Regions from separate parts of the Mus musculus genome. Here region 1 is linked to region 2. Evidence: chromatin contacts called from public Hi-C data. All regions are on one chromosome and are shown on one strand. The core of a region is the stretch at or near the end of the contact, and the rest is flanking DNA. Distances in the headings are between cores, read along the strand shown.

The links. A called contact is a pair of places that touch in the nucleus more often than the background predicts.
Region 1: a Hi-C map of bone marrow-derived macrophages shows a contact between it and region 2, with 29 read pairs. The contact joins two enhancer-like sites. A contact is called at or near these places in 1 of 484 Hi-C or Micro-C datasets (bone marrow-derived macrophages), 3 of 115 datasets of contacts at active chromatin or transcription factors (bone marrow-derived macrophages, double positive thymocytes and pancreatic cancer cells) and 1 of 9 other capture datasets (liver).

The regions. Positions count from the first base shown.
Region 1 is chr11:70,716,065-70,722,126 of GRCm38.p6, forward strand. It overlaps Kif1c (kinesin family member 1C), which reads left to right. Exons shown (of 23, transcript NM_153103.2): 17 at 1,355-1,434; 18 at 2,935-3,029. Among named protein-coding and RNA genes, the nearest start is that of Mir6925, 13 kb to the left of the region's middle. Within about 2 kb of position 4,412, at least 84 of the 459 cell types and tissues checked have an H3K27ac peak or open chromatin away from gene starts, as enhancers often do. A contact at or near this core is called in bone marrow-derived macrophages and pancreatic cancer cells, where this site is marked.
Region 2 is chr11:70,577,216-70,583,386 of GRCm38.p6, forward strand. The region is part of intron 1 of Mink1 (misshapen-like kinase 1 (zebrafish)); the gene reads left to right. Among named protein-coding and RNA genes, the nearest start is that of Mink1, 17 kb to the left of the region's middle. Within about 2 kb of position 2,911, at least 132 of the 459 cell types and tissues checked have an H3K27ac peak or open chromatin away from gene starts, as enhancers often do. A contact at or near this core is called in bone marrow-derived macrophages and pancreatic cancer cells, where this site is marked.

The DNA of each region.
Region 1 (6,062 bases), core at 3,162-5,661, 140 kb after region 2:
CCATAACCACCCCGAGGTGAGTTAGAAAGCTGAAGCAAATCCTTGTATAGAATGGAGGCTTCGTTGGTTGAAGGGCTTAGGAAAGCTTTATGGAAGGGGCATTTGAGACAGACCCCGAGGGACATGAAGTGAATGGCTTTGGTGGTGTGGGTGGAGATGGAAATAGTCTGTACCGGGTGTGGGAACACGGTGGGGCTAGCAGCTCCCTCTGCAGTCAGAGGCTCCCAGGCCGTTTCTGAGCAGTACGCTGGACACGAGCACAGAGGGGGAAAAGACCCTCAAAAGGCTTGGACATGTGGGCGGGCTCTCAGGGAGGAGGCCAGGGAAGCCAGAGTGTGAAGCGGAGCTCTCGACAGATGGGCGTGTCCATCGCCGTTTCTGGCCATCAGGTGGTGTGGGTGGGAGGCTGGGACCCCAAAACTCCCGCAGGTCTGAAGAGGGATGGTACAGGGGTGTGGGCCCAGGCAGCGACCATAGGGAACAAATTCATTGTGTTCCCCAGAGGTACATACTTGGGGAGGGGAGGGGGACATAAGACAGACAGATGATAATGTTCTGTGAAGGCAGGGAGTGGGTTACATGCTCACCGCAAAGCAGCCTAGTGATCAGCCAGGTATGTGAGGCCGTGGGCAGGAACAGCAGCTGGAGTAAGTGCCTCTGGCCTTAGGTGAAGAGTCTCAGGGAAGGGATAGAGTCTGCTGCAAGAAACAGCAGAGCCATGCTATGTATCCCAGGCTGTCCTTGAACTCGTAACCCTTTGGCCTCTGTGCCTGAATTATAGATATACACATCATGTTCAACTTCTGTTTGATTTTAAGAAGGGGGTTGGTGACACTTGTTTTTTCAATTATTAAAAGTAATCCATGCTTATAGAAATTCAGGGTATAATGGAGGGTGGGGTGTACCCATCTCCTGACTGCTCCCTTCTCTTCCTTCCCAGAAGTTACAAGGCAGATTTGTGGGATTCAGAAGCGATGGGGCTTGGGCCATAGAAGGGACACACACACAAAACAGCGTTGGTGCAGGTGGAATCCAAGGCTTCCAGCCAGGGAGTCTGCAGTGCTGCAGCACGGACAGAGACAGGCTCCAGGACAGGCTACCAGGGGTGGGGTTCGGGGGGGGGGGGATGCCTTTTTAGGCCTAGTTGTGACTGAAGATGCTTGAGAGTTGGGAACCAGGGGTGCTTGGAGAAGGATGGAGGGTGGAAAGTTCCCTGCCATCGTAAGGGCAGGATGAGCAGTACCAAAACTAGAGAGATGTCCACTCCTGCCCCCTGCTCCCTTCTTCTCTGTGGCCATTCTTACTGATTATCATGAACCTTTAGCTCTGAGCACCTCTGCCTCTTTACCTGCAGACTCCCCACCTGGTAAATCTGAATGAGGACCCCTTGATGTCTGAATGTCTTCTCTACCACATCAAAGATGGCGTCACCAGGTAAACACTGCTGCACCCTTCGGGGTGGTGTGTGACTGCAGAAGGACTGACACGTTGACCACTGTGATCCTCTCTTTGGTGGCCACTGCAGATTGTCCAGGTCCCTAGACAGCTGCTTCCCTGATTGCCCCTTCAGATGTTTTTCTTTTCAAAGACTTTATGTTTATTTATGTGCATGTGTCTGCGTCAGGGAATGCCACGTGTGTGCAGGTGTCCACAGAGGCCACAGGAGGCACTGGATCCCCTGGAGCTGAGCTATGGCTGGTTGTGAGCTGCCTGACATAGGTCCTGGGAACCAAACTTAGGTCTTCCTTAAGAGCAACACATGTGGCTGTGTGGCTGGGCATGGTGGCACATGACTTTAATTTCAGTATTTGGGAGGCAGAGTCAGATGTATTTAGAGAATGAGTCCAGGATGGCCAGGGCTACACACAGAGAAACCGTGTGTCCAAAAGGAGGGCAAAAAAAGTAGTACAAGTACATGCTCTATGATCCTTCTTGGCCAAGTCGGAGCCATCTCTCCAACCATGCGCCCCTCCCCCACTCCCCCACTTTGACCCCCAGTTTTTTGGCGCGGGGGTGGGGGGTAGGGTGAGGTTCGAGATAGCGTTTCTCTGTGTAGCCCTGACTTTCCTGGAACTCACTCTGTAGGCTGGCCTAGAACTCAGAAATTCGCCTGCCTCTGCCTCCCAAGTGCTGGGATTAAAGGTGTGTACCACCACCACCCAGCCCCTGCCTCCTGTTTTGAGACAGGGGCTTACTATGTAGCCTAGGCTAGCCTCAAACTCAAAAATCTCATGACTCAGTCTCCCAGCTATTGAGATTATAGATGTCTGTCTCCCAGGTATTGAGATTATAGGTGTATAATGTATAATATATGCATACCTAATTCCTTTCTGATTTTGAAAAACTGTTGAGGTCCCCAGGTCAGCAACTTGGCGAAGGGCAGGCACTTCTTGGCACCTTGGTGGGGGTGGCTCCCGGGGGAAGAGGTCTTACTGGGGCAGAAGACTGGTGGGAAATCGACTGCTGCTCTCTTAGCCTCTGACATTCCTTGATTGTCCTTGCTGAGGCCCTGGGGGAAGGCAAAAAGAAACCTTGCCTGGCCCCATGCTGTTGAGAGTCAGTGCTCATACTTGGCTCCAGGGTTGAGCCAGGTGGCTTGAATAACTGCTGCTAAGAAAACATCCTGTAGTCAAAGGCATAAGGCTGCCCACCCTCGCCTGGCTACCCTTGACCCTTTGCTGCATAATGGACAGATGTGGGACTTGGCCTTAAGGATCAAGGATGCCTCGGCTCAAATCCCAGCTTCAGTATTGCTTAACTGTACGATCTTGGCACATCTCCCCCCACCCCCCACCCCCGGACCCCAGTGTCCTTGTTTGTGAAATGAGATTAACATCTGACTCACTGAGCTGGATGAGCTGGTACTCCTGGTACTTAGGAGGCAGTTGGTAAATACTGAACATGCTTAGAAAATGTTGGCCATTGCTCCCCCAGGGTTGGCCAAGTAGATGTGGACATCAAGTTGACTGGCCAGTTCATCCGGGAGCAGCATTGCCTCTTCCGCAGCATCCCTCAGCCTGATGGAGAAGGTAATGGTCAGGGGGGAGAGCAGAATGGCTAAGATGGAGAGGGGGCCTAGGTACCACACAGAGAGCGAGCCATGCAGAAGAGGGGTGCTTCCTCTCCGTCTGCAGCGCGAGCTCATGGGTAAGCAGTGTGGTGATGGCTGTATGCGTGGCTGTGGACAGCTGGGGTCTTGAGGCACAAGTAGCACGTTGCTGTACCTTGGAGAGTGGGGTCTGGGTAATGAGGAAATAGAAATACTGCCTTCTTCATTCTTTTTTTCCCCTTAGCATTATGGTAATTATGTTTGAAACCCATCTTTGTATCAATGGGATATCTGAATTTGTCTCTGTGGGAAACTTGGGTCAATACAGCTATGGTGGCAAGGTTTCTGAGAGCTAAATGACCTTGGTATCTCTGTGGTTCCAAAGCTCTTGGGCCCTTTAGGCCTTACTCTAACTGTAAAGTTTTTAAGAATCCCAGGTTCTAGCCAGGCGTGGTGGCATGCGCCTTTAATCCCAGCACTTGGGAAGCAGAGGCAGAAGAATCTCTTGAGTTCCAGGCCAGCCTGGTCTACACAGCAAGTTCCAGGACAGCCAGGGCTACACAGAAAAGCCCTGTCTTGAAAAACCAAACAAACAAAGAAATCCAGGTTCTGAGGGTGACAGCTTGTTTGACATATCAAAGCCTTGAACAGCTTAGAGTGTGCTGTTGGGAACTGAACCTGGAGCTTCAGTCATGTGCCTGCCAGACAAGCACTCTTAACACTGAGCCCTGTGCACTAGCACTGAGCCCTTCACCCCAACACATTTTCTGTTTGCTTTGGGTTCTCTCTGTGTAGGTCAGACTGACCTTACACTCTTCATTATATTGCCTCAGCGACTCAAAGACTAGGAATACAGGTTCTATACCTGGCTTTCAGCACTTTTGTGTGTGATATGTGTCTGTATGGGTATGTGTGTGTGGTGTGTTCATATCAAGGCCAGAGATTGACATCAGTTGTCCTCTGTAATCGTTTCCCTGGATTCTTTTTTGGTGACACAGTCTTTCTGAGAACCTAAAAGCCCAATGATTCAGCAAGACTGGGTGGCCAGGGAGCTCCAAAGAGCCACCTTCTCCACTCCTCTCAGCTCTCTGGTGACACTGTGCATTACCACGGCCAGCTCATACTGGCAATAGAAAACTCAGGTCCACATGCTAGTGCAGCAGACACTAAGAATTAGCCAGAATGTGCTTGGAGGCAGAGGCAGGAGGCTCACTTGAGCCCAGGAGTTGGGTGGGAGCCTAGGCAGTGTGTAGAGACCATTAAGAAATTAAAAAAAGGGCTGGTGAGATGGCTCAGCAGTTAAGAGCACTGACTGCTCTTCCAGAGGTCATGAGTTCAAATCCCAGCAATCACATGGTGGCTCACAACCATCCGTAATGAGGAAACAAATAAAAAAACCTATGGGCCGGAGCAAGCAGGGCCTGGAGCAGGGAAAAGAAAGAGAAAAAGAAAGAAGGAAAAGATTCAAGTGGCTTACAGCTCAGGTTAAGACATTCAGTTTCAGTTTGGTTCAGGGTTAACAGATTGGTGCAGTCAGTCTGGTCCCCATGGTGAACAAGTGCTTCCTCTTTGAGGGGCTGGAAGCAGTTGAATCAGTTCAGAACAGTGAGATATTGCCAAGTTCCTGTTCTGTGGTTACCTCGGGCAGTAAGCTTGCGAAGGCAGATATTACAGTCTGTGAAGCCCTTTTCAGTATGGCAATGTCCTAGGAGTCTATAGTGTGTCAGAGGAGGTGACACATAGGCATGTGGCTATGTGACTGACACCCATGGGGCAAGCCCATGCTCCAGAGTGCATATGTGTCAGAGGAGGTGTGCACGACTGTGACATATGTTACAATAAAAACAGTCAATGTGTCTGTGCTCCAGGGGGTGGGCTGTAAAGGTTTGGTTCATCTGGGCTGTTCTAACGATAGACTTAAGACTTACCAGGGGTAGGTAGAGAAGGTGTAGGCGCTGGGGACATGCAGTAGTTATAGACTGACCATCTATTTTTCTCTTTGAGTTGTCTCACTCAGTCACAGGAGACAGAGCTGAGGTGTCCAGGTTAGGTAATCAGCCCTAGAAAACAACAGAGCTGGACCGTATCAGAGACTGACAGTTTCAGGGGCTGTGCCCTTGGCTGTGTCCCTGGCTGCTGGATTCCTGAGGAAATGAGGGTTGGGAATGTGGCCGATGTGGTAGAGCGCTCCTGTAGCTTGTGTGAAGCCAGGAGTTTGCCCTTCAGTACTGCACACAGCTAACTGTGCTGTGGCTGTGATCCCAACCCCTTGGGGTGTGGGGTGTGGGGAGCAGGGAACCAGGAGTTCAAGGCCATCCTCCCTGTCTCAAGAAAGGTGGTAAAGCACCTGCTCTGGTCTGGAGCAGTCGTCTCACCTGGACCCACTTTCTTCCTGCAACACCACCCCTGTTTCATCCTTTAGATAATCTTTAGATTATCTGCTTTTAAAAAATTGTTAGAATTCCCAGGCAGTGGTGGCATACGCCTTTAGTCCCAGGACTCAGGAAGCTGAGGCAGGCTGATCTCTGTGAATTCAAAGCCAGCTTGGACTACAGAGTGAGTTCCAAGACAGCCAGGGCTACACAGAGAAACCCGAAAAACAAACAAAAGTTGCAATCATCCTGTTGAAATATGTTCTTCTTTAGTGTCTGCATGCGTGTGGAGGTTAGAGGGCAACTTTCAGGGGTCAGTTCTCTCCTTCTGCCATATGCGTTGGGAGGATTGAACTCATCAGGCATGGCAGCAAATGCCTGCACCTGCTAAGTCATCTTCACTGGCCTTGAGTTATCCTAATTTTCATCCGCCTTACCAGCCAGGTTAAGGTCTGGGAGAGCAGGGATTATTGGTCTTTAACCTCGCATATGGCTGTGTATTGGGGCATGATGGGAAATAAATGAAGGTAAGATAGATTGCCCCTGCCAATCCTCTTGCTGTTCTCAGTCATGCAGTGGTACTCTTAGATGTGTCTTTCCCAGTCTTCCTCTGTCCATTGGCAGCTAAGTCACTCTCCCAT
Region 2 (6,171 bases), core at 1,661-4,160:
CGTGGGGTGGGTGTGGTGCCAGGAGACCTGGTTCTCCATTCTAACTCTAGCATAAGTCTCTCTGGACTTGGTTTCTTCACTTGTAAAATGAGGGGGTAGGAATTGAGTGGCTTTCAGGCAGAGTCTCATTCAAAACCACCTGTGCATAGCCAGGCCCTGCCCAGGGGGTGATTCACTATACTCAGGGTGGGGCCCTGGTATCTTGGTTTCTTGCCCAGAACTGTGGAAAGGGACTTGAGACGCAGAACTCCTTCCTGTCTTCCCTAACTTTGAGCTCAGAGTTCATATTATGAGGCGGCTTGTTTGTTTGTTTGTTTTTAGATAGGGTCCTCCTAGATCTATGACCTTGCATTCATAGAAGTCCACCTGCCTCTGCTTCCCAAGTGCTGTGACTAAAGGTGTGTGCACTACACTTGACTGTACCGCTGATTTAGACTTACAAATCAGCCAGATGGGGATTTATGGTATTCTTTGGTGGAGGAAAAACACCTCTGTGTGTTAAGCCAGGCAAAGGAGGAGGTGAAAAAACCGATACAATCTTGGAGAGGCTCGGGAGCTCACAGGCAGAGATGATGCTGGAGTGTAAGCATGAGAGAGAGTACCTGTGCTAGAGACACCTTTGGGACATCGGTACCCAAAGCCTGTCCAGATCCAGACTGGTGCTGCTCAGGGAAAGAGTAGTCAGGACCGAGTGAGGATTGGTTTTAGAAGACAGAATTCTCGCTTGGGTTTTGAGGATTGGGAGTGGGGGCTAGCCAGAATAGGTGCAGCCCTTTCTCACACAGGCCTTGACAACAGGCTTGGATTTTAAACCCTGCTAATCACTGTGTGATCTTTGGCAAACAGCCAGCACTCCACACCTAATTTTTTATCCTTTGTAAAATGAGGATAACAAACCCAATATAATAGGACTTTTGAGAGTGTCAAATGAAAGTGCTTAGCCTGGGAAATGCTTATTGGATACAGGGTGTGAAGCCCCTTTTCCTGCGCAAGGAGGGGGATCTCAGAGGCTCAGCTCCCATTCTCCCCTGACTTAGTTTTGTTTAAGGAGAAAGCAGCCAGTCGATTGATTTCCCCACGGCCTGAGGTGTGGTCTGGAGTTGCAGAGCTTGCTCCCCAGCTCCTGTTGGCTGTCCTAGAGCTCTCCAGCCACAGCCCCTCAGTCTTCCAGGGTTCCTGAGAGAAGGAGTGACTTAAATCATACCCAAACACGAAACTCCTGCTGGATTTGCCCCGAGTCAGGGTTCCCTGCAGTCCCAGGGCAGTTTCTTTGCCCCTGCCTGCTTTTGTGAAAACTATGGGCCCACCCAGAGGAAGCACTCACGGGGGGGGGGGGGGCAGTCTGGTGGGGATACACTTGGGATGTGAGAGGCAGGGCTTCTGTATAAACATGCAGCAAGAGCTTTCTGTAACGTACAGACTGAGGGCTGGCTAGCGAGCATATTTGGCTCCCCTGTATCCTTGGCTGGGTTAACTTACTGTCCCTGTGGCTTCAGCTTAAATATCATGTCCTTTGCTGGCTTTCCTTCCCTATTGGTCTGTCATAGTACCCAGTCCCCTTTCTTTAGGACTTATAGCTGTGTAACTAACTGTATCTTCCTTCAGTAGATGCCTTCTCGAGTAGATGCCTTGTCAAGTAGACTGTAAGCTCCCTGAGGGGAGGGCTCTCTATTCTGTATTACCTGTCACGTTCTAGTCACTAACACCTTCGCTTCCCAGCTATTTCATTAAAAACAAAAGTTTTATTTTATCTGTATGTTTGCCTGCATGTATGTATGTGATTCTTACACACGATAGGAGCTCGCAGAGTCAGAACAGGGCTTGGGAACCCCTGGAGCTGGCGTTACAGGTGAGTGTGAGTGTGGAGAGTGTGGTTGCTAGGAACAAAGCATGTTCTGCAAGAGCAGCCAGCTTAGAACTGCAGAGCCAGCTCTCTACTCTGCTTCCCGTGTAAGAACAGGCTAGCTTTAACTTGTGATGCATCTGGGTGACCTTGAACTTCTGCTCTTTCTGCCTTTACCACTTGAGTGCTGAGATCACAGGTGTGTCCACTTCTTGCAGTTTTATGAGATGCTGAGGATAGAACATGCTCCATGCGTGTAGGCTTCATGCGTGTTAGGCAAGCACACTCCCAGATGAGGTACACCCTCAGCCTTAGGCACTTGATGTTTAATGAGGTGAGTGTGTGTATGTGTGTCTGTAGGGGTGTGTGTGTGTGTAGGGGTGGGTGTGGGTGTAGGGGTGGGTGTGGGTGTAGGTAGGAGTATGCGTGCCATGGCACACATGTGGAAGATCTCCTTGTTTACCTTGCACTTTTACATATGTTCCCGGTTAGCAGGCTATCGAAGCAAGTGCCTTATCTGCTGATCGATGTTTGGTGAGTGAATACATGAACTGACTTGGAGTTGGTGTGAGAGGGGTCCGAGGAGGTTTCTTAGGCAAAGTGGAGAGCCAGGCCTGGTGAAAAGTTGGGTGGCTGTGCTGGTTCCATCCTGCTGGTCAGGAAGTTCCTCCATACCCAGCTCCCTTTAGCTGCGATTTTTTTTTTTTCTGGCTTGGTTCTTGGTGGAGCCAGGACTACCTGGTCTCCACCCTGTAGAGAGTAACCCTGGCCTTCTTTCTAACTCTGTGATTCAGACAGTCATTTTCCACACCCTGCTGTCCCTACCCTCCGCCCGCTCTTCTTCCCCTGACTCAGCCTGGCACTCTGTGCTCAGTTCTTGGTTTTCTTTGTCGGCCTCTGAACACTTTAGAGCCTTCAGTAGGCCGCTGTCTGTCTGGGGTGGGGTAGGGTGGGGTAGGGGGTGCTCTTTTCATCTGGCCTCACCTTTCTGTCTCCAGTGGTGCCTGGGCCTTCTATGTTAGTAGGCAAGTGCTTTCCCACTGAACTACATCCCCAGCCCCTTTACTTCCTGTTTGAGACAGGGCCACAAGTTGCCCACACAGGCCATGAGTGTGTGTGCTCCGCCTGCCTCGATCTCCTGAGTAGCTGGGATGACAGGCGTGTGCCACCAGACGCAGCTGCTCATTTCTATAGTTTTTTTTTCTTACCCTTTCTTATGGCATCCTGTTGGACTTCTTGTATAACTAGAAGCAATATAGAGCTAAGATGGGCCACAGGTCTCTTCCTTGGCTCTGTGGACACCTGATTCAACAGTAGGAGGCTGGCAATGAGGAGTAATGATTTGTTTGTGCTGCGGCTGGAAATCGGCAGGGAGAAAGAAGCCTTGTTATTACCCAACCCCTGATTACTGCTGTAGTCCTCCTCCGTTACCCAACCCCTGATTACTGCTGTAGTCCTCCTCCGTTACTGCTGTAGTCCTCCTCTGTCAGCTTGGTAGCTGCCAGAGTGAATGGGCCGGTGTCTCCTGCCTGCTTCCTTCCTGCTTCTAGGCCTTCCCTTCCCCACTGGAACACAACCTTCTCCCTACCTCCCTCCCTCCCTCCCTCCCTCTCTTTCCCCTCCCCCCCTCTGTCTCCCTCTCTCCCTCTCTCTTCCTCCCCTTCTTTCTCTCCCCCCTTCCTCCCCCCTCTTTCTCTCCCTCTCTCTCCCCCCCTCCTTTCTCTTTCTCTTTCTCTCTCTCTCCTGCCTCTTAGTTCCACTCATTCTCTTTTTCTCCTAAGCTGCTCCTTTTCACTCTTGAATGCTAGAAACATCGACTGTCTTAGAAAACCACCTCTTGCCACAGATTCTCTGTTCTGTGGGGGTCGATTCTTACAGTGACTCATGCAAATTTGTAGCATGTTATGGACTTGAAGATGTTTTTCCATCTGTGAATTCTTGTGAGAAGAGATGGGGTGGCAGTGTGAGGTTAAAGGATGTGCCCAGCTATCATTGCATCCTGTGCTTCTGACTTCCTTTCTGCACCAGCTACAAAGGCTTGCCTTTCAGCATCTTCTTAACACTTCAGTACCTTCCAGGAAGCTGTTGTCTGAAGAGGGGAAGGGTTTTTACCTTCTGTCCTTCCCACTGAGCTACATTGCCAGCCCCTTCTTATTTGAGACAGGGTCACAAGTTGCTCACAAAGGCCGTGAGCATGTGTTCTTCCTGCCTCAGTTTCCTGAGTAGCTGGGATAGCAGGCATGTGCCACGTCACAGGGCTGCTCATTTCTTTAAATCTGTTCTCCAGAAAGTCTGAGCGTCATCTCTTCCTGCCCTCCTGAGTGCATGGTCTTACTCTCTTGTTACTACTTGGGTTTTGCCAACTATAAGAACGGTCTCCTCCTCTTAAAAAAAAAAATCTGCTTTCAGGTAATACTTATCTATGACCTCCCTCCCTGCCCCCCATTACTTTTAGAGACCCTTGTTTTTCTCCCTCCTTCTCTGGAGGCAGGGTCTTGAATAGACTAGGCTGGCTTACACGGTTTCTGAGATGGTCTGGAGAGTCTGATCCTCCTACTTGCTGAGTGCTGGGGTTACAGGCAGATGACACCATCTGCCTGGTGTTCTGGGGTGCTGGGAATCGAGCCCAGGGCTTACTATATGCCAGGGGAGCGCCCTACGAACTGAGGAACAGCCCCGGCCTTAGGAGCTACTTTTAGTAGCTGTCCTTATGTGCCTGTCATTTTCCTTTCTGTGGTCATTTTGGAAGGACGGTGATAACCCCAAGCTAGTGTTAGAAACCACTGCTCTAAGGAATAGTTTTTTGTTTTTTGTTTTTTTTTTAAAGATGTATTTATTATTATACATAAATTCACTGTAGCCGACTTCAGACACACCAGAAGATGGTGTCAAATCTCATTATGGGTGGTTGTGAGCCACCATGTGGTTGCTGGGATTTGAACTCAGGACCTTTGGGAGAGCAGTCAGTGCCCTTACCTGCTGAGCCATCTCACCAGCCCCTCTAAGGAATAGTTTTATTTCTGTGTTCATATGACAGAAAATTCAGCCCTGACCTTCAACAACTTGGTTTAGCAGAAGGTCAGGAAGGGAATTACTATATAAACATGTAATTGGTGTCCTGAAAGGGTGACTACAGGGTACCCTGGAAACGGGACAGTTCCAGTAGGTAGTCATGTTTAAATTGAAGTCTAGAGGGACGTTCTAAGCCATCCAGGTACTGCAGAGGGGAATGACTGAAAATGGAGAACATGTGTAAGACAGGCTGGTGCAATAGAACTGAGACCCAGTAACATCTGGGCCTCTTGCCCTGCTTCCTTCCCACACAAGGAGAGACAAAGGGCACCATGAGTGTTGGCAGAGCTCCATGTAATTTAAAGCATTTCGAATTTATTTGTTGCATGTGGGTATGTGGAGGTCAGGAACTTTTGGCTATTAAATTCAGCTCATCAACTGGATGGTGGTGGTATACATCTTTAATAGTCCCAGCAAAGACAGGCAGATCTCTGTGAGTTCCAAGACAGCCAGGGCTACACAGAGAAACCCTGTCTCAAAAAACAACCCAATTTAAAATTGAGGTCATCAGGTCTGTGTGGCAAGTGCTCTTACCTGTTGAGCCATCTCACTGTCTGGACAGTGTCCATTTAAGTCACTTAAGGCAGTCAGATACAAGGCATCTAAGTACGAAGCTGCCATCCTCGGCTCATGGATAGCAGATGATGGCAGACGAGACCTAGTGGACAGAGTAGTATTACGTCAGAACACTGCTCCGGCATCAATGCTGGCTTTCTTTACTTGAGACCAGAGGTTCTCAGCCTGTGGGTCTCGACTCCTTTGGGGTGGGGTGGTGGTGTGAGTGTGGAATGACCCTTTCACAGGGGTCGCCTAAGACCATCAGAAAGCACATGATTCTTAACAGTAGCAACATTACAGTTAAGAAGTAGCAACAAAAGTAATTTTATGGTTGGTGTCACCACAACAGGAGGAATTGTATTAAAGGGTCACAGCATTAGGAAGGCTGAGAACCACTGGGCTAGGCAGATATTCCACTTGTCAGAGCCTTGGTTTTCTCATCTGCCCAGCTCTCTACAGTTCTGAAGCACAGATGAAAACACTTTAATGACTGCACATGCTGGGTGACTGGGAGAAGGCAGCAGCCATGGGATGATAATGCAGTTCTGCTCCCCGGGGACACACCAAGTGTGTGGAGAGCTTGTTCCGTTTTAAAAACTAAGGCCTTTACTTAACTCGGGGTAAAGGCAGGATACCACCTCAGCTGCCTGCAGGATTTGCAGGATTTCCTGACCTGCATGATCAGTAGTCTCCTCCAG